Regions from separate parts of the Mus musculus genome. Here all the other regions are linked to region 5. Evidence: chromatin contacts called from public HiChIP or PLAC-seq and promoter capture Hi-C data. All regions are on one chromosome and are shown on one strand. The core of a region is the stretch at or near the end of the contact, and the rest is flanking DNA. Distances in the headings are between cores, read along the strand shown.

Region 1 (4,650 bases), core at 1,326-3,825, 560 kb before region 5:
TAAGTCAAAATGGTCATGTTTGTTCTTCCTGAACAGCTGGAAGCCTACTCCGACCCTCACATAAGAGTGATATAATTGTGGTCTTTTGCTTCTAAGTACATAGTTCTCTGAGTTTCCAACACCAGGAGACTTTCTTGGTTGCTGTCCAAAAAATAAACCTTTAATTTGGCCTTATATGTATAATTATGATGGTTTGTAACTTTCTCACTTAAAATATAACAGAAAATAGTAGAAAGTGAAAAAAAATTTTTATACAGAAATAATACTATAAAATATCTACAATTAATATACAGAATTAATGCAATACCTATGAAACTGTCCATGTCACATTTTACAAGCTTAGAAAAAATAATGCAAAAATCCAATAGAAACAAAAAAGAGCCAAAGCAATTGTAATGAGTAAGAAGAACGCTAATGTCATCACCTTACCTCAAGTTGTACATAGAGCTATAGTGATAGAGACAGCCTGGTGCTGGAATTAAAAACAACAACAACAACAACAACAACAACAACAAAAAGCAGAAAATCCAGTGGAATAGAATAGAGGACCTAGAAATAAAAAGGCAAAGCTATACCCACCTAATTTTTGTCCTAAAGTGGGAAAAACATGCTTTGGGGAAAGCCTGGCCAACATTGCTGGTAGAACTGGATTTCTGACTGTGGAAGACTGGAAATGAATTTGTATCTTTCATCTTGTGAAAAACTCAGTTCAAAATGGGTCAAAGCCCTGAAACATTTAAACTTTTAGAAGAACACAAAGGGAATGCCCCTGAAGATACTGTGGTAGGGAAAAATTTTTAAATAGAATAAAAACAGCACAGGATCTAAGGTCAAGTTTCAACAGATGGTATAACATGAAAAGTTTCTCTACTGCAAAGCAAACAATCAGAACAGCAAATGGACAACCTACAAAATGGGATCAAATCTAGGCTAGCTCTGTATAAGACTGGAGATTATGTCCAGGATTTACAAAGAACTCAGGAAGTGAATGCTAGAAAAATGAAGCTGCTGATCAGCACATAACTTGAATCAATAGTTTTCAAAACAAAGGTAAGTGGTCAGTGACTATTGTTAAGTGCTCAACAATAATCCAAGACATCAGGGATATGCAAATTAAAACTATTTAATGTGTGAAGTGGTTTGAGATACCACTTCAGTTAGGATGAAAGCCATCAACAAATGTTGGCAAGGATGTGGAGGGAACTCTGATTTACTGGTATTGGGGTGCGGGGTGGGGTACAAATCAATACAGCCACTGTGGAAATCAGTTCGGATATTCTCAAAAAATTAAAAATAGAACTCCAATATGACAAAGTTATTTTAAACCTGAGCATATATTCAAAGAATATAGAGAATCATAGAGATATTTTTTTACCTCAATGTTAATTACTGCTTTATTCACAATAACAAAGAATTGGAATCAACCTAGTTGCCCATCTACAGAGAAATGGATAATGAAAAATTTGTTAATCAAGCAAACATACATAAATATTACTCATCTCTAAAGAAAAATGAAGTCATAAAACATGCAGGAAAATACATGGAATTAGAATGTGTATTAAGCAAAACCACATGCTCTCTCCCATGTGGAACAGACTAAACGCAAGCATTGGACAACTTAAATTGTTTCTATTGACATTTATGTGGAAGTGTAAACGTAGTAACAGTGTACCTTCATTAACTGTTGACTCTTGGCCGTTTTATGATTTATTAATTAAAGTTTTATGGCTTATAAAAACTCAATTCAGAAATTCACACCTCCCCCATATTGGCAGTTTTATTCAGAATTTTATTGCATCCGAGACAGCATAGTTTATAAAGCCAGATCAACCTCATTCTACACAACTGAATGTACAAATCCTGAACTTAAGTGGTCTGTCGCAAGGTATGAAATGACTTAAGTAGGGAAGCATCCTTAAGAGGTGGAAGCAGAAAAATGGGCAAGTATAATAAAACTGCCTAGAACAAATAAAAAGAGTGAAACCATGTGAACACCTAGTGAACTCACCACTTGACAGGACTATTCAGCTTTCCTAGCATTGTTCCGCATGCAAATTAAGCACATACATGTTCGTTCTGATTGGACAACCTGTTACGAGCCGTTTTCACTCCAGTTCTCAGTTAACAAGCGTCAGCTCTTCTGTAAAAGATGTGGTGGTCCTGAAAAGGACCTTTAGGGAAATATAGTGTAAGCGAGCAGCTTAGCCGCCGAACCCGTAGAGGGTGCGGCCCTGGCGCTTGAGCGCGTAGACCACGTCCATGGCGGTGACGGTCTTGCGCTTGGCGTGCTCCGTGTAGGTGACGGCGTCGCGGATCACGTTCTCCAGGAACACCTTCAGCACACCGCGGGTCTCCTCGTAGATGAGGCCGGAGATGCGCTTCACTCCCCCGCGCCGGGCCAGGCGGCGGATGGCGGGCTTCGTGATGCCCTGGATGTTGTCGCGCAGCACTTTGCGGTGGCGCTTAGCGCCACCTTTACCGAGCCCTTTCCCGCCCTTACCTCTGCCAGACATGACTGCACTCAGGACAGCTCAGAACAGAGATGCTGACCGGGAGCCTGAGCGCCGTCTTTTTATACTGTAGCGGGCGGACCGAAATGAGAACCTGCAGGGAGGAGGCGGGAAGTTGCGCCCGCGGCCGTGGGGGAGGGGAAGACTTACCAAAAAGAAAAAGGGCGCCTTTTGTTTCCCTGTCTGTGCTTTCTGAGGGAACTAGCTCCTCACGCCCTTTTAAGAGTTTGGAGAATCGAGCGCACAATCAGTACACTGATTGCACAAAATACAGAAAGCCAAGCGGCCCCTTAACAACCGGTAACCCCGTCCAGAGAGGACACTGCAGGCGGCTGCTAAGGCGCTTTGGTGCTCAGTACACACTTTCCACCGTGCAAACCGTGCTCTGAATTACCTTGTGTTCCTTCTCTATTGTAACCGCATTTCAATTTTTTTTTTTAGTTCAAACTTCCAAAAGGCCATTTTAATATGTTTATAAGAATTTATAGAAACCTTTAAGCCGATTTCAGTTCACAGTTTGCTTGGACCCCTGCTCACACCACACAATCTGGGAAACCCTGTCTGCTGTCCTTCCCTCAACCCCATATGCTTGGAGAAAACTTCAGGCTAACATGTCATCACCCTCACCTAAGAGTTTCTGGCAACCAACCCTGGCTTGGAAAAGGGCAAGACAGGGTCTAAACACTATCTCAGTCGCCCTTGGGGTGCCTACTTCAAAATTTATCCAAAGTGGGCTGGAATCCAAAATGCCTGACTTTCCTTTGTTCTTTGGTCTGCCCTCAGTACACGCTGACCCGTCTGGATGGCCACTAGAGGGCACTCTTGACTATAACATCCTTCGTGATCTTGAAATTTTCTGCTGGTTTAAGAATGGTCTGGACTCCCTTTGTTCACGTTTTGGGGGAACTGAATTCTTGTCCCTCCGTCTGTAGTGCTCGATGGCTTAGGCCAAGGTTGCAGCATTTTCAGACATACAGGGACTCAGACCTCGAGCAACCGTCATCTGAATCACTGGGTCTCCACCCCTTCTCTTCTTCTCTCCCCCTCCTACACACTAAGTGCTTTGTCTAGTGGACAGCCTTCTTCTCTGCACCCAGGCCTTTCTCCTATTCCACCTAATCCTTTCCCAATCCCACCCCACCTCCCCCACCCCCCCCCCCCAAAAATCACATACTCTGCTTACTGAAGTCTTCTTGCCTATACCAATGCCTTCTGTCTTCCCCTCTGAGCTAAAGGCCATGCACAATTAGCCTCTTCCCCTTACCCACCTTCTTCCCCTCCTCCCTGCTCCTCCTTCTTCTTTACAGGTTCCACTTATAGGTTAACCCTCTCCCCTTTATCCACTTCCACCCTCCCTGCCTACTCTGCTTCCTGCCTCTACTTCGTTGCTGACACCCACACCCTGGCCCCATCCACACTGGCCTACTACCCCTGGAATCTCCCCTGTAGCCTCTTATACAGGGTCCCACCAAACCTGTGCTCCCTTCTGCCCTCTCCAGGAAGCAGTTGGAGTTGAGGGTGTTGTTGAGTTCATGTTCCTTTTCCTCCTCAAGACCTCCCCAGATTGAAAAACTGCTAGGATCCTTCTCTGTCAACCGGTCTGCCAGTGTTAAGGCGTTCCGGTCCCTTCGCCAGTCATTAACATGAGGCACGACCTTTATATCATCCAGGCCTCCACTCTCACTCTCACACAGTGTGAATGTGTGCCAGCCAGCAAGCAGACCAGACCCATCTAGTGGACGATTGATAGTGCTGTGCTTGTGAGTCAAGTTGACAAGGAGCAATTGTGTTGCTTTTGTGTGTCAGCTTGACACAAGCTAGAGTCATCAGAAAGGAAGTGGCTTCAGTTGAGAAAATGCCTCCATAGGATAGAGCTGTAAGGCATTTTCTCAATTAGTGATAGGTTGGGGAGGGCCCAGACCATTCTGTGTGGTGTCATCCCTGGGCTGGTAGTCCTGGGTTCTATAAGAAGGCAGGCTTAGCAATCCATGAGAAGCAAGCCAGTAAGCAGCACCCCTCCATGGCTTCTTCATTAGCTCCTGCCCTCAGCCCTGCTTGAGTTCCTGTCCTGACTTCCTCCAATGATGGACTGTGATCTGGGTGTGTAAGCCAAATAAACACCCTTCCCCCCAACTTGTGT
Region 2 (4,453 bases), core at 456-2,955, 800 kb before region 5:
TGAGCCCGAGGGATTGAAGATAGCCAGGTGGAATCAGTGACTGGTGTTGTGGGAGAGCTTGGAGACGCCTGGGTGGAAGCAATTGAGGGATTTGAGTCTGAAGAGATGCCTTGGATGTGCTCTAACTGTGAGCACCCGAGTGGGGCAGGCATATTCTTCAAGCTTTCCAGCTGAGGGTTCACGTGGGTGCTAAGAACTCTCTCAGAAGACGACCGACTGAGAGACAAGGTAGGCTGAATTCCAGCCCTCATCTCTGGAATGGAGTCTCCGGCTGTCCCGGTTGTAGCTTCTGTGGTTTGGTTGCTCGGCACAGCTTGCCCCTCTAATGTTGGGTCCTCTTCAGTGACAACAGGACCTTGCTGGCAAGGTATAGTTAGCAGGTCCCTAGGGCCAGACTGCAGTAGAGGAATCTCTCCATTTAGCTGTCCAGAGCTGCTGGGTGTGACTGAGAGGTGAGAATTAGGACTCTCTCCTGCTTTTTTCAATGGCCATTCTGGAGTCTGGACTAATGTCCTGAGAAAATGTCTCTTCCAAGATCCTGAGAGCTCTCTAGAAGAACTGTAAGAACTGGTAATAGCATTTCTTTTTGTGCTGGGGGGGCCTTGGGTATGTATGCTGGCCACAAGGGCCCCAGAGAAGCAACCGGATCTCTTACATTTATCATCTGAGCTCTGGACATGGGGTCTCCTTTTCAGAGACCCAGGCCTGGCCACAAACGAAACAGTGGCCCCACTTTTCAACAGGGGCTTAAAGGCGGACCATACGGAGGCCGAATGCCTTTGGCTGTCGGAGGTGTCCGGGAACAGTGGCTCTTCCCACCTGGCTCTGCCCTTCCTGCACTGGAGGAGGGCCCTCAGCACCGGGTCCTTTCCACAGGGCCCTGGTGGCTCCTCTGAAGGTCCCGCGGAGTTCACCACTCTTGAGACCGGGAACAAGGGCCGTGGTCTCCGCTCAGGAGGCGAGATCTTGACTGTCACCGGACTCCATGTGGCCCGAGGGTGACGAAGGGACCAAATATTACGCTTCAGGTAACTTTCCCACCAGTCTGAAGGAAGAGAGCCCATGATGGGGTTCTGTGGCCTCTTCATGGGGAAGCGCCTCCAGGCCTCACTGACGAAAGCGGTAGGGTTGGCGGGATCCCAGTTGGGCGGCCTCCGGGCCGGCCTGTGTCTCCGAGCGGGCTGGGCGCGGTGGACATGCTGCACCCGGTGGACCTGGTAGAGGGGCCTAGCGGGTCGGCGGCTCGCAGGCTTCTCCCCTGAGTCTGCGCGCCCCTGTGCTGGGGACCGCGGCGAGGACCCCGCTTTGCCCAGGTAGCTGCCCATGCTGAGAGGCGCGGACGGGCGGTGACTTCTAGCCCCGTTTCAACCTCGGCGGAGGCGGCCGAATCCAAGCATCCGCTGCTCGAGTGACGGTTGGGCCACGAGCGCCAGAAAAGCGCGAGGGAACTGGGGAGCTGGCGACACGCGGGCCACGGCAACCACGTCAGCCCGCTCTGGGATCTGCGGTCTGAGCACCACACTGGCAGAGCTCATGGGGGCTCGGTGTCTAGCATCCAGGCAGGACCCGGCCTTGGACCTGGATGCGCATTGGTGCGCGTCCCAGTTCCCCAAACTCTGAGCTGGAAGCGACTCTGGGTGATTTGAATCCCTTCATCGTACGAGTGAACGTACGAGGGAACGAGTGGGTGTGCTCGAGAGGGCACAGGACCAGAGGAAGATGGAACTGTTTAGGCAGGCTATAGGGCATTGTGACTTGTCAATGGGAAAGGCAGCAGCCAGCTGAGGTAATGTCTGTGAGTTCTATCAGAGCCTCCTCATGGCCAAACCCAGCATCATACCTTCAGGGGATAAAGTCAGGATTTGTAACCTTGCACCCTGGCGGGAAAGGGTCTATTTAGAAGACACTTGGAGCTCCTCTTCCCGACCAAACCTCTATTCACTTGCAGAATTAGTGTGTTAAACAAGTTGATAGAAGTTGAAGGTAAAACTGACTTCTTAGGGGGATACAGAAAGTTTCACTCTACACCCCTATGCTGGCCAGTGGACCAAAGTATCAAAGAACTCTGCCTGGCCATGAGCTAGAATCTTACATTTCACCCAAAACAAAACAAGTAGCTAACCAAGCACTTTCTCAAAACAGTATTGACAAGCAAGATGGCCAAGTCTGAGCATGCACTTGGTGGAAGGAGTGAGCTAACTCCCATAAGCTGTCCGCTGAGCTCCAAATACACAATATAGCAATAGCGTGTGTGTGTGTGTGTGTGTGTGTGTGTGTGTGTGTGTGTATACATACACACTGTATATACATACATACTGTGTATACATACACACTGTATACACGAAATGTAATTTTTAAAATTTTAAGTAAGGTGGAGAGACTCTCCATGAGCACACGAAAGTACCCCACACATACACAGAGCTACTGTAAGACATTCAGGAAATATAGAAAGTAGAAACTTCTATGTCTCAACAATAGAGCATCTATCTACAAATGTGAAACAGTTCTAGAAGTTCACACTGAGATGCCCCTAGCATGTAAGGAGGGTAGGAATAAATAGGGCTGTATCCAGCTATTAAGTGTCCCCAGGAGGTGGTTGCATAGAGAAACTGGGGAAGGAGGTGAACTAAAATTTGAGTGAGGATGACTGAATGGGACATACGTTTACAATGTATGCTGAGAAAATCATTCAATTGTGGGAGTTCACCACACATGTAACAAAACAGAGTTTGCAAATCCACAGGAATGATTGCTGGTTGCTTAAGACTGGGGCAGAAGGAAGAATAAAGGAGAGGACAGAAAGGTAACAGTATAATGATTTGTGTGCTATTGTTGTTATCTTTTGTTTTGTTTTTGTTTGGTTGGTTTGGTTTGGTTTTGGTTTTGGTTTTTGGTTGTTTTGTTTTGTTTTGTTTTTGAGACAGAGTTTCTCTATGTAGCCCTGGATGTCCTAGAACTCACTCTATGTTGACCAGGCTGGCCTTGAACTCACAGAGACCTACCTACCTCTGCCTTCTGAGTGCTGGGATAAAAGGTGTGCACCATTGCCCAATTGTTGTTATTTTTTAAGTAGTAAAAATTGACTATTGGGATTTTTTATCGACCTGTCTTAAAAGAACCAAACTGAACAACAATGGCCAGGAAAGAGTTGAAGTCATGAGAGCCAGTTTAGAAGTCTGTGTACTATCTTAATGCTGAGTCTATTTCCAGCAAAGGCAGGGGCAAAAACAAAAACAAACAAACAAACAAACAAAACCCCATGGCCAAGCCAACAGTTCCCTTTCAGAGACCTCCATCCAGGTAAGGCTGAATCTTTGTCTTCACCACAGAAAAGAATTTCAGGCCAGGCCAGTGTGAAGCAAAGTTAGAGATTGGGTATAGGATTCAAGGGGACACTGAAGCAGACTGTTGGGGCTAAGAAGTTTAACTAAGGAACACAGAAGAGCATAGCAGAGGCTCAGAGGAGAAGCAATCCCACGGGGCAGAGTCAGGGTTCCTTCTTATAAACGAAAAGGCCAGGTGGCAGAAACCATGCAGGAAGTGGTAAAGTGGGCAGGTGAGCTCCCTAAGACTGCCCATCACCCACTGCGATGTGGCACAACCCCAGAGGCTTGCTTCTTGCTACTGCTGTGCTTTCTCAGGTTTGTCACTGCGCATTTATCTGGCTTAATGTGAGTGGACCCCAGGAGACCCCCGCTGCCTATAACTTGATATGATTATTTCCTGGATGACAGCCCACTCTGTTGTGTAAATTTCTTGCAGATCAAAATAAAGATCAAATTCTTGAGATAAAGCTGTCTAGATGGATTAATGATTTTATGGAATTTCTGAATTGATTTAAGTAGTTTTGGGAAGTTAGCTTGATTTTAAAATTTTGGGTAAGTTAGGGTAATTGATAGAAAGTCAGCAGTTGATAGAAAGTTTTCAGTTAGAATCAAGAATAAAGTGTGCCCCTTCCTGATAGCTGCTGAGTTAGAGAAAGGAATACAGTGAGCGTTCATGCATTACAAGCTCCTAATTGTAGAGGCGGCAAGAATAGGCTTGGGACAAGCTAAAGATCAGAGTGAGCACATGCACTAGGTTGGCCAGAGTTCCTTGATCTTGGGATCTAGGGATGAGGTAGCAGGTTTTTGGATGTGCACCAGGAAATAATAAGGTTATGATAAAGAGCAAATAATTCTGAGTATAAGAACAGAAAACAGATGACTAGCCAGCCTAGCTAATCAGAACTTCAAAAATAAGACGTAAGATAGATGCTGATAGATATGTTTCATATAAGAAATGCATAATCAATAACCTATCCTAATTTCCTCATGTAATGATTTTAGTCTGTTTTTGAAGAACATGGTTTTCTGGTGACTGTCTTTAGAAAATGTGTAACTTGTGGCTATGAGGTAATGTTCTTTCTAAAAGGAAAACTTTGTCTTAAGGGTATAAAAGGGGGTTAAGAGAA
Region 3 (4,774 bases), core at 2,074-4,573, 610 kb before region 5:
ACTGTTTTGCACAAAAGAAACTGCCTTAAAGAAATGTTTTGTCTTTGGCTTCCCTTCAAGTCCTCTGTGTGACCTTGAGATTCCTTTCTGCGTGAAAGCCAGGAACTGATAGCAAATGAGGTAGGCCCTCCAAAAGATTGCGGGATCTCCTTATTGCCGCAGGCAGCAGTGCGGGAGAGTCTTTCCTCGCTGCGGGAGACTAACAGCATGTGTCCTAATAGAAGTAGTCATCTTTTCATATGCACATAGAACATTATGCCTCTTGCACTGCAGATGAAGGCATTCGAGGCACAGCAAACTCAGAGAGGGACTTGTTTTGACGTTCTCTTTTTTTTTTTTTTTTTTTTTTAAAGATTTATTTATTTATTTATTATATGTAAGTACACTGTAGCTGTCTTCAGACACACCAGAAGAGGGCATCAGATCTCATTACGGGTGGTTGTGAGCCACCATGTGGTTGCTGGGATTTGAACTTCGGACCTTCGGAAGAGCAGTCGGGTGCTCTTACCCACTGAGCCATCTCACCAGCCCTTGACGTTCTCTTAAAAGACTAATTGTCTGAAGACAAATTTCCAGAAGCTGCTGAAATACGGAGACTTTCTTCCGACAACCGTTTGAAGGAGAGATTGCATCTGCAGAGATCTTCAAGGTCAACTCCTCGTGCATACAGTCTTGCCACAAATGGTTTATTGCAAGCCTGTCCCCTAGCTCACTTCCTTTCCACTTGTTTGACTGTATATCTTCTGTCCTGCACTAAGAAGGAATATAAACTTCAAGACATCTCTGATCAGGGTATTAGGTTTTCTTTCATGTAATATACCTACACACTTTGTTAGACCTCACAAAAGCCACAGCTCTCTTGATTAAAGTAAGCTTTATATTTAGAACTGGGAAGCCTGCTGCCTCTCCCAAGGTTAAGATTTCAGAGAACAGCCCCCTCACTGGCTTTTGAGGTACCTTTTATGAGGACATTAGGACTGATAGAAAAGTTGTGTTGTTAACATCAAGACAGAAGAGTCGGGGGCTCAAGGCTGCCTGTGAGGTAGATAAGTTATAAAAATACATCACGTGGAAGGGTAGTCATCAAGGTATCTGGTAAGAAACATTTTAGTAAGGCTAAAGGCAATCATATATCACAGGTTCAGGAGTTTAGCAAGGCAAAGGGGTGAGCATCATACATCATGGAGCCACAAGATGAGTACATTGAAAGACCTGCTTTGCAGGATACATTAGGTGTGGGAAACAAACTTACTCTTCTGAGGTATAGAGAGTTAATAACAATGTATTTCCTGTTTTGGTCTCACAACTTCTCTGGCTAATCTATTTACCACCACATTGTTAATCATGGCACAGTGAAAGGAGACAAGAAAACTTCACTTTCCCTCACAAGAATTCAGTCTGAATTTCATCTAACTCTAAAACAAGCCTGTAAGCGCAGTGTGAGGCTGAGGAAGGAGGTTTTCTAGTGAAGCCTTGTTACAGAGCACACACAAAATCAAAGATCCAAAGGTACCAATCTTCCGTGGAAAACCCAAACCCCAAACTCATATGGCGGGGGCGGGGGAAGGGGAGGGATGGAAGAGACTGTATTACATAATGGGATAGATTGAAACCTTTATTTTTATAATGTATTAAATACTTCTTTTTCAGGATCATATTGTGGAGGGTAGTTCACACTTCGGTCTCCACTCAGACAAGCCTCTATTTATGTTGCAGCTTCCGTACAATCATTTTAATTTCCTCAACTTTAAAAGGAAGGAAGATAATAGAATTTGTTCCACAGGATTCTATAGAGATTAATGGAGATGATTAAGGAAAATGGTTAGGCTTTATTAAGACCTTACAAGTCATACACAGCTAATGTTTCTTTTAGCAGTGGCACACTAAAATCTCATTGATATTTAACTACTTTGAGCTGTTCATATTCGCACCTAAGTCATCACCATTTGCATTTACTGTCCTAGAGGACTTACAGAAAAAGGGCTTTTTCGTCTTTAAAGTGGTTTGATTTAATCTTTACTTAGTATTTTATCCTCTGAAAAATTCCAGGACAATCCCAAACAATCAATATCCTTTTGAGGTTTTTTTCCTCCCACAATCTAATTCCAATCATCACCACACCAGCAGACAATGAAGGTGGAACAGAAGAAATTTACAAAAGTTGAATACACTTAGGAAAACGGAGGAAAGTTTTGTTTCCTTGGTGCTTAGCTGGGGCCTTGCAAGAACAAGTCTGGTTGTATAGGCCTGTAATTCCAGCGATTTATGAAACTGAGGCCGAATGTCCAATCTGGAGGTTAGCCTGGCTAGAATTAGTTTGAGAATATACTGCTAACCAGTGAAATTCATTCTGAAAACAAAACTTCAAACCAAACGACCAAGAAAACAGGACCCAATCAAATTAAGCTGCGCCTGACTACATCTCAAGTTTTCAGCGAGAATCATGTAGACCTCGGGGCTCCAATGAGGTATCTTATTGAACAGAATCTATTGTGACGTCTCAGCAGGAGTTCAAAAGCAGATTTGAGACATTAGGTGGTAGCACTTAACAAGACAGGCTAAATTTAAACTAAGAAATCCTCATAGATTCTGGGATACTAATTAGAAACAATTGTTAATGACAGTGTGGGTGCAGGAACTTAACCTAAGTACTCAGGACAGAGAGATCAGCCCTCGATCTCAGAGGTTAACCTGACTTCAGAGAATTCTAGGAGAGCTGGGGGCAGAAAAACAATATTAGGATTAAAATAAAAATGCAAAACAAAACCTCAAGACAAAAACCCTTACTTAACCCTAAAAAATAGTAACTAATATGTCCGAGTAAGGTAGAATCACTTAACAAGCAATCCATCTCTGTTTTGAGAATGTGGGTGGCTCTGAAAAGAGCCTTTGTGTTTGGAGTGAGTCAGACGAACTCACTTGGAGCTGGTGTACTTGGTGACAGCCTTGGTGCCCTCCGACACCGCGTGCTTGGCCAGCTCCCCGGGCAGCAGCAGGCGCACGGCCGTCTGGATCTCCCGGGACGTGATGGTCGAGCGCTTGTTGTAATGCGCCAGGCGGGACGCCTCGCTCGCGATGCGCTCGAAGATGTCGTTCACGAACGAGTTCATGATGCCCATGGCCTTGGAGGAGATGCCGGTGTCGGGGTGCACTTGCTTCAGCACCTTGTACACGTACACCGAGTAGCTCTCCTTGCGGCTGCGCTTGCGCTTCTTGCCATCCTTCTTTTGGGCCTTGGTGACGGCCTTCTTGGAGCCCTTCTTCGGGGCGGGAACGGACTTAACAGGCTCAGGCATGTTAGGTCAGGAACTCTACCACGCTACAACTTGCGCCGTGAGCCCTTCGCTTTTTAATAAGGCGTTATTCAAATGAGGCTTAGAGATACACATTTCTGATTGGTTAAAATTTTCAAATTTTCATGGCGTAGCGCCCAATGGAACTACGCTTCGGCATAAACGCCTCCCATTGGTCTAGACGAAAAGAAGAAGCCAGCCAATCGCGTAGGCTCTTTTTCGCGCTTGGAGAATCCTATAAAGGCCAAGCTCCTCCACTTTTGGCCTTTGCAGTTGTCAGTTCTTTCTTTTTGTTTAGAATGTCTGGACGCGGCAAACAGGGCGGCAAGGCTCGCGCCAAGGCCAAGACCCGCTCCTCCCGGGCCGGCCTGCAGTTCCCCGTGGGCCGCGTGCACCGGCTGCTCCGCAAGGGCAACTACTCGGAGCGCGTGGGCGCCGGCGCCCCGGTGTACCTGGCGGCCGTGCTGGAGTACCTGACGGCCGAGATCCTGGAGCTGGCGGGCAACGCGGCCCGCGACAACAAGAAGACGCGCATCATCCCGCGCCACCTGCAGCTGGCCATCCGCAACGACGAGGAGCTCAACAAGCTGCTGGGCCGCGTGACCATCGCGCAGGGCGGCGTCCTGCCCAACATCCAGGCCGTACTGCTGCCGAAGAAGACCGAGAGCCACCACAAGGCCAAGGGAAAATAAGACAATTGTTTCCTGATCATTTAAAAAACAAAGGCTCTTTTCAGAGCTAACACATTTGTCTTTTTAAGGAGCTTAAGCTTTATTGGTTGCTACTTTTTGTTACTTTCTATAGAAGGAATCTGTTTCTCCGATCCTCAGTTATCAAGGTGATTTTGGTAACATGTCCAATTCTTTTTTTAATGAAAAGAGATAAAAACACCACCTTTTCCCCTAAGTGGCTACAGAGTTGCAAATAGGTTACAAATTTAAAACCATTATATTTAAAGGCTATTATCTGCCAGTCTTTGATTTACAAAAGCTAAAGTTCAATGTTAGCTAGTAACAGCAATTTGTACTTAAGGTCACCATATGACAGCATCCTGTATTGATTTTCAACCATATTGGAATACATAACTAGTTTACAGGAGCAGTCTTATAAGATAAACATGTGCAAACTGGCAACATGAAAAGAGTCCACCTCTTAATGGCAAAGTGAATGTAAGCCGTTTGGAAGGTATCCAGGATTTGACCTATTTGGTCTAGCACAAAGGCAAACTCCAGCAAGCCTGGTCTGTCCAGGTTCTTGACCCGTGTGCAGCAACTGTCTTTCCTCATCAGTACCGAATGAGGCTCTTGAAAGGATAAAGAATGAATGTCCCCACATTACTGCTTTTTTAGAGTGGAGCCCTAGTTTCTACTTTTCCCTTTACTGAAGAATTCTGGCTTTAGTACCTATGTTTGGAAGCAAAGGAGAATCCAGGAGAGTAGAATGCCAGGGATTTCTTTCACAGGCCCAATCTCTTTCAGTAT
Region 4 (4,583 bases), core at 768-3,267, 820 kb before region 5:
AGTATGATTTACCCAGAACACTGTGAGATATGGGTTTTTAAGCAGCGTGGACATGATCCAATTTGAGAAGCAGTCATTCCAGATTCTCCCTCCCCTCTAATCCTTTGCATGTTCACTTTTCTCTCTTCCGGGTTGGTTATTTCTTCTTTTTGTTTGACTTACCCATCCTAACTCAAGGCCTTCTTCTTGCAGAATGCCCTCCCTGGGCCCATGTGTTCTCTCTAAGAGCCCTACCTCCTGTCCTTTTCTGTCACAGCCCTGTCACTTGGGAATGTAATGATCTGGGATGTGGGTCTGTTGGGCAGAACTGTGAACTCACGAGGTCACTACTGTGGGTGTTCTAAAAATTACTATTGGAGAAGAGCAGGAGGCTGTCTATATGTATTCTTTACACTTCAAAATATTCTCATTCCACAGATGTCACCTGTGAGGGTCTTCAGTGTCCTTTTTCCCAGCTCCCAGCACTGCCCTTCCAGCTAGAGCTGTGTGAACAAGTGTTTGGCCTCTCACCTGCATCTGTTGCCCAGGCTGTGGCCCAGACAAACTCCTATTATGGTGGTCAGAGCCCTGGAGCCACCCAAGTACTGTTTGTTAATGGTGAGTGTACCACCAGGGCCTGGCTCTACAACATTGTAGTCTCAGTGCAGTGCCATCCTCTCCTTTCTTTCCAGGAGACACAGATCCTTGGCATGTATTGAGCGTAACACAGGACTTAGGACTGTCTGAGCCAGCCCTTCTAATTCCTAGTGCTTCCCACTGCTTCGATATGGCACCTATGAGGCCTTCAGACTCTCCCAGCCTCCGCCTGGGACGTCAGGTAAGAGAAAAGATCCTGAATGTTTTATATTCTCACTCACATACTTATTTGTATAACTCATCTTTTACTGGTGCTGAGTTCTGACTCCAGAATGTTCTCCATCTCTTCTTCACAGAAAATCTCCCAGCAATTACAGGATTGGCTCAAAGATATAAAGAAGAGCCAGAGTTGATGTGGGATCAAAACCCAGCCCTTTGACAGTCCCATCACAGGAACTGCATCCTGGCATTTTTCTTCACTGTAGAAGAGAAAACAGCTGTTTGGAAGGAGGAAGTTCCTAGACGTGGGACTCAGTGCCTGTTCTGCCTGCTTGTTCTCAATTTATCTTCATTGCCAACTAGAAGTTCTTTGTCACGGATTAGTATAAATGTAGGCAAATGATTACTGTCCTTTGTAGGTAGTGATATTCTGTATGGTAAATGTCAGGGGAATGTGGCTTTCCATGCTGGAGCCGCCTTCTCCCAGATAAGAACCTGGCTTAAATTCTGTCTCTTCATTCTTGACTGGCACCTACTGCATAGAACTCTTCACATCCTGACTCTGTCTCTCCTGAGTTTTAGTCTGTGGTAGTTGAACTTCATTGTCAGCCTACCTGAATTTAGAATCACATGGAAACATAACCCTGGACTGACTGACTACCTTTGAGCACGTTTTCAGTAAAGTTATACTGAAGAGGAAAGACCCGCCTGAAATGGTGGTAACACCCATTACTGAACTCCCAGCTGAATAAAAGAAATGGTGAGCACCGGCATTCATTTCTCTCTGCTGTGACTGTGGGCATGATGTGAGCAGCTGCCTCACAGCCCAGCTCGAATACCTCTGCCACTGTGATGGGCTGTATTCCATAATGCGAGCCAAAGCAAGCCCCGCCCTTCCCTCAGTGTTTCCTGTCACTTATGTGGTCACAGCTCTAGGAAAGGGAACCAATAGTCTGTCCCTGCATTCTGTGTGTTTCCGTTTGGAGGAAATGGGAGGCTACACAAACCTCCTCCTTCTTTTGATCTTCCTTTAGTACCTTCTTTACTCCCTTCTTCTCCCCACAAGCAAATGTCACCACTCTCCAGTACTCTAGCTTCTTGCCTGAAAAGTCTTGAGTTCTGGCTAGTCCCCCTGGTTTTCTACGTTCCAGTTTGGGGGTTGGTCCCAAAGCTAGTCTCTTAGGCTGTAGCACAGCTCACCCCTATGAGCAGCTGCCACTAATACTAGGACATAGGGAGTCCAGGGGAGTGACAGACTCTAAGGGGCAGGTTGAGAATGAGGGAAGGCTAGACAGAAAAGGTGTAACCTCTCTCTCTGTGAGGAAGTTCAAACCCAGAGAACAAGTTTTAACACTTAGGGCTAACCTTAGTTCTGCTTACAGAAACCACCCTGGGTCTTTTATTAGCCTCTAACCACATTTCCTCACCAGGTCTAACTGTAGCGTGTGTGATGGCCTTGCACATGGTGTGTGCTTATCATCTGTTAAGAGAGTCATGCTGCCCTTCCCCCCCAAAAAGAGAATCATGCACTCCATGCAGAATCCACATACTTGGGGTTTCCCTCCTACTATGCTGCATGTGCCGTCTGCAAAGTTCCTTGCAGTGTGAGACCTGCATGGATTCGGTCAATCTTCTTCGCTCTAACATTCTCAGGCCTTTTGGATAGGTCTCATGTGTCTGACCGGTTCTGCTCCTGCCTTCCAGGTATTCAGGCACTGTTGCACACCTGGGAAGTGGGTTGGGGGATTTTAGGATGAGTGTACATCATTTGCTGGGACTGAGGTGCTGGGAATGCCTCATTTACATGAAGAGGAATTCCAGGTGCTTGCTAGACATGTCCTTATAGGAAGAGGGGAAATTAAACCTGTAAGTTGGCCACCAGGCTAGTGTCTACTTAAACAGTGGTGGAGGTGGGAGTTGTAAGGCTATGTGCCTCTGGGCATGCAGGCCAGATCAGGGAGGGAGTAATTCTTACTCCTGCCAGTCTCGAGATGAGATGTCCAGGGTGACATGTCTGGACCTCACTCTTACTGGTTTAAAAAAGCTTTAAAAAAAAATAAAAAATCTCAAGCACAGCCTCCCTCTTTTCCCAACCTGTTCCTAGAGGCAAGTCTCCCAGACTTGCAAAACCAATAATTTAATGAAACCACATCAACTGAAAGAGGACGACTGTAGAGGAGAAGGGAGACCAATGAAAGGAGGAGGTCAAAGGACAGTGGGGAAGGAGGGTGAGCAAGAGCAACATGTATCTTATTTTATCAGAACAGAGAAATTTTGTTATTATTTTTCTTTTGCCTTTATGTTTTAATCTCAGATATACAATTAAAATAAATGCATTAAGTGAGCACTACAGGGGTTTTTTTATGAAGGCTCACTTCTGGGTTAGATGAAGCCCAGATGATTGTAAATGCTCTATTTGCACTTACATATGTAAGACTGGCAGAGATAACAAAAAAAAAAAGGACCAGGAGGAACACAGCATGACATCAGCCTTGTCAGTCAGACACAGAACACGTCTCATGTTTACTAATCCAGTATGTGCTGGAGTCCATAGAGCTAGTTAGCCCACGATGTGTAATCTCAGCCAGCCTTCAACTCCTCCAGGAAATTCACAGGACAAAGGTGCAGATAGAAATGCATTTCTTTTACTTTGTAGGTCTGTACAACGTGAGAAAGGAGCTCGATTCCAGGACTGACTTGGAAAGAAGATCTAAGATCAATTAGCTTTTCTAATCTCCTCCCCCCAGTTTTTCATCAAGCAGGGAATGCTCTACTTTGGGGTTCTCTGCCCCACATAGCTAGGTGTTCCCAGCACTTGTTACAGGAGAGAGGACATTGCCTGGGGGGAAAAAAAAACAAAAACAAAAACAAAAAAACAAAAAACAAAAAAACTTTGGAGACTCTAAAACACAGTTGGGTTGAGGGAGCCGAGGAAGATAAGAACAACAAATCTGGAATTCAATGTTACTTGTGCATTGCACAGAGGGGCTCATCCTCACCTTGGCACTGTTAGCAGCGATTGAGCTAACAGACCAGTGAGTAGTCTCTCATTTCTCTGTGTGGTGCACAGATCCACATGGAGACAAAACAAACACCCATACAATTTTTTTAAGTTACATTTAGCAAATTTAATGACAGGTTTTATGCACTTAAGAACAAGAATGGCCTTACTATTTCCTCAGTACACATTTGAACAGTTTTACAAAAGCTGAGGATGGTCATGCTTTAAATATTTTTAGCATGTAGAATTATACAGAATGTTCTCCTATGCAGCTACTTCAGTCTTAACAAGATTTCAGCACTCTTTCTTTCTCCTGTTCAGGAATTGGAGCATGAGGCAAAGGTGTGATTGGAAAGACCGTTTTTTGAGGGGTTGTTGGTTAGCATTCATGACCTAATTCATTCACCAACTCCAATAAGCTGTATCAGGAGGAAGAGTCAGATTGTTAAATCGCTCAACTTTTTGTTGCCCCATGCCACCTCTGCTTGATCTTTGCTTCGTCCTGTTGTAAGGATCCAGAAGGTGAAATACAAAGAAAGACTGAGTTTCTTATTTAAAGAGTGCCACAGCCTCTGCCTGGCTCTTCCCAGACTTTGGCTCACCAGAACAGGAGCTAATGGGAGGCACTGCCTGCAGTTCGGCTCTTTCAGAGGTTGTCATTGGGAGCTGGGCTGGGGGTTGGAAGTCCAATCCTGGTTTGGCTGGCAGAGCACAGGCTGCCGCCCCCCCACCCCCCAGTACCACTACCAAGGCAGATCTAATGTCTGCACTTCCCAGTGAGAACCAC
Region 5 (4,666 bases), core at 381-2,880:
ACTCTGTTGGTATAGATCCCTGCAGCCCTCAAGATCATTATCACTTCAGAGCTACTTTATATGTAACGTTTTCGTACTACTGTGTAGCTGTGCCAGTGTTTATTCAACACTCCACAAAGGTCCTGTGAGTTCACTTCCCCTTCACAATAAGCCATCTCCCGAGTCTGAGAGTGGCTAAATGATTTACTTAAGCAGTAAAAAGCTCTGTTCATTTCCATTCAGTTCTAAAACAGGTTTACAGGGAAGTGCTGGGGACACAGATTAAGTGATGGGCACTGCTCGATGTGAATTCAGCCAGCCAACAGTGACTGTCTGGCTTGGTATCCTGGGTCAGAGCGAGTTCGAGGCGTTCAAGGCCTATGGAAGTGTACTTGGCTCCATGTGCATCTCCTTTGTCAAGGGAGGGTCTCCTCGCGCCGTCCCAGTCGCGGCACGCGTAGAGGCGGTTAGCAGGGGCGCTCGGGGTGGGGGTGGGGGTGCTCCTGGCCTCGCCAGCTACAGGTTCTCCTTCCCAGTCTGAGTGCGGAGGCTCCGCAGCCGACAGGGAGGAAATGACGGCGGTGGGCCCCACGTCCGGCTCGCCATTTTCTCGGTATCAAACCAGGAAGCCCCCGGCTCGCCCCTTTGTCCGCCGGCCCGGCCCTACCTTGAAGCCCTCCACCGCCTCCTCCAGGGGCAGCACGCTGTGGCCGCGGTGCTCGCGCGAGCGGTCGCACACCACGCAGATGGGCATCTGGTCCTGCTCGCAGTACAGCTTCAGAGGCTCCCGGTGCTTCTCGCACACGCCCATCTCGCCGCCGGGCCCCGACGGCCGCTCGGTGCGCAGCTGCTTCACCAGCTGGGTCACGTTGGCCAGGTGCCGGTTGGGTCGCATGTGGCGCTGCGGGAAGGTCTCCCGGCACTGCGGACACGACACGTTAGTCTCCGCGGCACCCCAGCAGCGGGCCAGGCACGCGCAACAGATGTTGTGGCCGCAGTCGAGCATCATAGGCTCCACGAAGTACTGAAGGCACACGGGGCAGGTGGTCTCCTGCTGCAGGCACTCGGCCACGCTCCCGGAGGCCATGGCGCGGGCCGGCTGGGCCGCAGGGCATGAGCCCGGAGCCGAGCTCTGTCGGAGCTCAGCGCGCTCGCTCCGCTTCTCGGCTCCGGAGCGGGGCGGGGCCTCCGGCGCGGGGATCGCAGACGCGCGCGGAGCTCTCGGGCGGCCAGACCCGTCCCCGCACAGCTGCTCCTCACCGACAGCACGGGGAGGAGGCCTGGGCCCCGGAGCCCGGCTGAGAGCCGAGCCGAGGGGAGTCGGGAACCGGGCGCCGCGGGCTGGCTCACCGGGCAACGTGGCCGCGTCGGAAGGGGTCCCGCGGCCGCGCAGACTCCTCAGGGCCGAGCGGAAGAGGTGGGCCGGGGGCGGGGCCTGGCTTCCCGCGCCGCTCTGCTCTCTCGGGGCGGGAAAGCGGGTTTCCTCTGCACAGTCCTGGGTCCCCGGCACCCAGCCCGGGAGTCGGTCGTGGCTGTCGCGTGCAGTGGGAGCAGAGTGTCCCCTGGCAGTGGCGTCGGGTCACTCCAAGCGTCTGTGGGCCCGTAGTCTTCTGCTGAGTTTCCTCTTAGTGGCTAGGCCTCGGCTCCTTTAAAAGTAAGATGGCTTTGCATAAATGCCGGAAAGCTGGGCGGGGAGACCAGCTAGGCCCCTCCCAGTGTGACACACCCAGCTCCAGGCGTTAACAATCGCTAGAAAAGGGTTTAATCATCAGCAACTTTTCTCAGGGGCAGAAACGGAGAAGCCCAGTTCTATCTCCACCCTAAAGTAAATCGGTTTATCGTTCCGAGCCTCATTTTCTTCTCGTGTGAAATGGGGACCGATCGAATCCCGACCAGAGTGCTGACCAGACCATGAAGTCCTCCCCCATCTCCCTAGCTCTACCGTTACTAGGGAGCCACCCCACCGAGAGCCCGCTTGTGAGTCCCTAACTTCTTCTCAGGCTCCTCAGGTGCCCAGTGTCTCACTTCCTCAAGTGAGTAGCCAGACCCGACGTGTCAAAGGGCTGCCTGGCGACACACTTCTCTCTCGTCTTCCCTGCCACCTGCTGAGGAACCTACGTGGCTGTGGGTTCCTATGAGACCCTCGAAGAAACAACCCGGATTCTGCCACGTGGGCCTCATTCTCAGAACACTCCCCCACCCCCACCCCCACCCCCACCCCTCACCTCCAGCCTGGGCCCTGCGGCGCTGGGGCCAAAAATTCTGATTGTCCACTGTAGTGTTGTCCTTCTGCCCATGACGTTAATAACTCTTCTAATAAGTTCTTACTCCCAGCAATCTAGTTCAGTGCCCTCCTTGAGCTCCCATACCCTATTGCTTTCAGGAATTTTCCCCATCAAGGAGTTACACCTTTTTAAACAAACAAACAAACAAACAAACAAACCACAGCTTGAGCATAAAGATCTTTATCCGCTAGTTTAAATGAAGCACCCAGTACATCGAATGACATTGAGTAGAACCTAAAACTTGCTTGTTTCTGCCCAATCGAGAGTCCTGTGATGACCGGAGGAGGTCTTGTAGCCTGGTTTCTTATCACAGAATAGGTTTTCAGTTCTGTGCGCTGTCACTTATGCCATGGCCTTTCCTACTCTCCTTTGGGATTGACTCCGTGCCTGCCCTTGTGTTTGAGCAACAGGGAATTTCTGTATCCAGGCCATCACTTCACTGGATTCTGCTTGATTCTTCCCTATGGGACAAGAAATCCGAGGTACTTAACAAGTCTCGCTCATCCAAACCTCCATTCTCCCCACCTGCTCTTTGAAACTCCAGGCTCAAAACAACTCAGCACACTTCCAGTAAATGGTAGAATATTTGTCCTAGGCTACACTGTAGTCTACTCTGCTACAAAACTGAAGTTGAAAGGAATTGAAAGTGCCAGTCTTACTCCAGAAGGAAGAATTCAGTTTTGCAAGCCGGTGTAGAACTATGAAAAATGCAGGTGGCAGATATGTGTTCTTAGGTCATCAGTGCGGCTCTGGATTTTAGCTTTGTCATCCAGGGCTCATGCGGTCTCTGCTTTCCTAACCTCAAGGCAGATGGCCTGGACAAGCCAGGTAAGTAGGGCAAGGTGGAGGAAGTAGGGGAAAGGAAGCGCTCCCCCTTCCAGGATTGCTACAGGCTCCCTCCTTTCTCAAGCGATAACTGTTTTCTCTTTCTCCACTAATTTAGTAGGCTTGTCATGAGCTTTATGGCTGAGTTGCCTACTCATTTCCAGTGTTTTCAGTGTTAGAGCTCGAACCCAGGACGTTAAGCTAGGCAAGTGCTCGTCTCAGACCCATCCACGCAGTTTTTGTGTTTGTTCCTCCACCTTGGCCTAAATTATTGCAATACCTTATCTGTTTGCAAATGACTTGGAAATGATTCAGTAGTTAGATGAATGAAATTGCTGCTATGAATTTTTTTTTAATCAACTATAGTTGTCAGAGAAACCCTGCTGCTAAGGTTGATATCTGACATTACCAAAAACCACTGAGCTTGGTACAAAATGGTGGACTCCCTTTGTCAGCAGGGCTTCTTCTTCTCTGACCTTGTCTGGAGAGCTTAGAAATGCCCTCCTCCCCCTTACCATCTACCTGAAGAACTGCACGTAGCAGTGGTGAGATTACAGGTTCTCCTTCCTCCACGTAAAAACCTGTCCAGCAAGCACCTGAGATTCCTGGAATGCCTCCCTAGGCTAATGAGGCATCTCTACCTAGCCTTCAGCCAGTGACCTTTGTCCACCCTGGAGATCCCTACTTCCTTCTGCAACGATAGAGAGCCCTTGGTTCCCCTGAATAAAGTTGATCTGATGCTGGACTGTCATTTCCGTTTGTATTCACAAGCCTTTTGAAACCCTGTTCATCGGCTCTGCCCACTTTATCCTGGTGGGCTGGTGGAGAATGACACCAGGGAAAACCACATATGGTAACAATACCTAGTATAGTTGCTAACCTTTATACACTTATGGGAACAAAATAAGAATTCTGAATTGTTTAGTCATCTGATAGGGGATGAGTATCCTTAATATATGAAAGACTTAAAAAAAGTTAACATCCATACAACCCAGAGCTCAATACAAGAAAACAAAACTTTAAAGATCTCAATCAATAATTGGTCAAATCACCAGGCGTGGTGGCGCACTCCATTAATCCTCTTGTAAGTGAAGACCAAGTTTTAAAAAAAATGAAACACAGCCGGGCGTGGTGGCACACGTCTTTAATCCCAGCACTTGGGAGGCAAAGGCAGGCTGATTTCTGAGTTTGAGGTCAGCCTGGTCTACAAAATGAGTTCCAGAACAGCCAGGGCTACACAGAGAAACCCTGTCTCGAAAAACAAAAAATAAAAAACAAAACAAAAATTATATCATATATAAACACACATGTGTATATACACACAGGGACACATAAATACACTCATCAACTCAAACCTGACCTGCACAGGAGGTCAAATATCAAATCAATCAAATATCAAAATTTTGAAACCAACTTGGGCACGAGTTTAAGGCCAGTTTGAACAACTTCCAGTTTGAGCAACTTGGTGGAACCACTGAGGTAGAGGACAAAGAAGGGGAGGGAGAGGGAGAGAGGAGGAGGGGAGGGGGATTGAAAACACGCGGAGGCTACAGCTTAGTGAGAGAGCACGTGCCTAG

What was found. Promoter capture Hi-C pulls out the DNA fragments that hold promoters and counts their contacts. HiChIP or PLAC-seq counts read pairs in DNA pulled down with a chosen protein or histone mark.
Region 1: a contact with region 5 is called in a promoter capture Hi-C map of the HPC-7 cell line. The contact joins the promoter of H4c11 here to the promoter of Trim27 in region 5. A contact is called at or near these places in 13 of 39 promoter capture datasets (3T3-L1-derived adipocytes, the C10 cell line, the HPC-7 cell line and 11 more), 2 of 15 datasets of contacts at CTCF or cohesin (large pre-B cells and pro-B cells), 14 of 484 Hi-C or Micro-C datasets (B cells, CD4 T cells, the G1E-ER4 cell line and 7 more), 31 of 115 datasets of contacts at active chromatin or transcription factors (the 230-238 cell line, DN3 thymocytes, the SCID.adh cell line and 19 more) and 5 of 9 other capture datasets (adipose tissue, embryonic stem cells, liver and 2 more).
Region 2: a contact with region 5 is called in a promoter capture Hi-C map of erythroid cells, with 8 times the contacts expected there. The contact joins the promoter of Pom121l2 here to the promoter of Trim27 in region 5. A contact is called at or near these places in 3 of 39 promoter capture datasets (erythroid cells, liver and pre-B cells), 1 of 15 datasets of contacts at CTCF or cohesin (large pre-B cells), 13 of 484 Hi-C or Micro-C datasets (B cells, CD4 T cells, CD8 T cells and 7 more), 17 of 115 datasets of contacts at active chromatin or transcription factors (the 230-238 cell line, astrocytes, bone marrow-derived macrophages and 11 more) and 2 of 9 other capture datasets (adipose tissue and liver).
Region 3: a promoter capture Hi-C map of pre-B cells shows a contact between it and region 5, with 7 times the contacts expected there. The contact joins the promoter of H2bc22 here to the promoter of Trim27 in region 5. A contact is called at or near these places in 18 of 39 promoter capture datasets (the 3T3-L1 cell line, 3T3-L1-derived adipocytes, the C10 cell line and 13 more), 2 of 484 Hi-C or Micro-C datasets (B cells and bone marrow-derived macrophages), 16 of 115 datasets of contacts at active chromatin or transcription factors (the 230-238 cell line, the SCID.adh cell line, bone marrow-derived macrophages and 13 more) and 4 of 9 other capture datasets (adipose tissue, embryonic stem cells, liver and 1 more).
Region 4: an H3K4me3 HiChIP or PLAC-seq map of bone marrow-derived macrophages shows a contact between it and region 5, with 2.4 times the contacts expected there. The contact joins the enhancer-like site here to the promoter of Trim27 in region 5. A contact is called at or near these places in 6 of 39 promoter capture datasets (the C10 cell line, cranial neural crest, embryonic stem cells and 2 more), 1 of 15 datasets of contacts at CTCF or cohesin (large pre-B cells), 1 of 484 Hi-C or Micro-C datasets (embryonic stem cells), 14 of 115 datasets of contacts at active chromatin or transcription factors (bone marrow-derived macrophages, embryonic stem cells, large pre-B cells and 6 more) and 3 of 9 other capture datasets (adipose tissue, liver and macrophages).

What each region holds. Positions count from the first base shown.
Region 1 is chr13:21,732,959-21,737,608 of GRCm38.p6, reverse strand. It overlaps H4c11 (H4 clustered histone 11), which reads right to left and starts at 2,575. Exons shown (of 1, transcript NM_178210.2): 1 at 2,153-2,575. The coding sequence starts at 2,513. The coding sequence ends at 2,202.
Region 2 is chr13:21,978,433-21,982,885 of GRCm38.p6, reverse strand. It overlaps Pom121l2 (POM121 membrane glycoprotein-like 2 (rat)), which reads right to left and starts at 1,705. Exons shown (of 1, transcript NM_001162928.1): 1 at 1-1,705. The coding sequence starts at 1,325.
Region 3 is chr13:21,786,037-21,790,810 of GRCm38.p6, reverse strand. H2bc22 (H2B clustered histone 22) reads right to left here and starts at 3,323. Exons shown (of 2, transcript NM_178202.2): 1 at 2,920-3,323; 2 at 1,598-1,787. The coding sequence starts at 3,296. The coding sequence ends at 1,748. It overlaps H2ac22 (H2A clustered histone 22), which reads left to right and starts at 3,563. Exons shown (of 1, transcript NM_178184.3): 1 at 3,563-4,037. The coding sequence starts at 3,593. The coding sequence ends at 3,985.
Region 4 is chr13:21,999,160-22,003,742 of GRCm38.p6, reverse strand. Prss16 (protease, serine 16 (thymus)) reads left to right here. Exons shown (of 12, transcript NM_019429.2): 10 at 418-597; 11 at 672-817; 12 at 933-1,567. The coding sequence ends at 989. Among named protein-coding and RNA genes, the nearest start is that of n-TQctg1, 4.8 kb to the right of the region's middle. Within about 2 kb of position 2,017, at least 64 of the 459 cell types and tissues checked have an H3K27ac peak or open chromatin away from gene starts, as enhancers often do. A contact at or near this core is called in bone marrow-derived macrophages and pre-B cells, where this site is marked.
Region 5 is chr13:21,176,895-21,181,560 of GRCm38.p6, reverse strand. Trim27 (tripartite motif-containing 27) reads right to left here and starts at 1,630. Exons shown (of 8, transcript NM_009054.3): 1 at 647-1,630. The coding sequence starts at 1,066.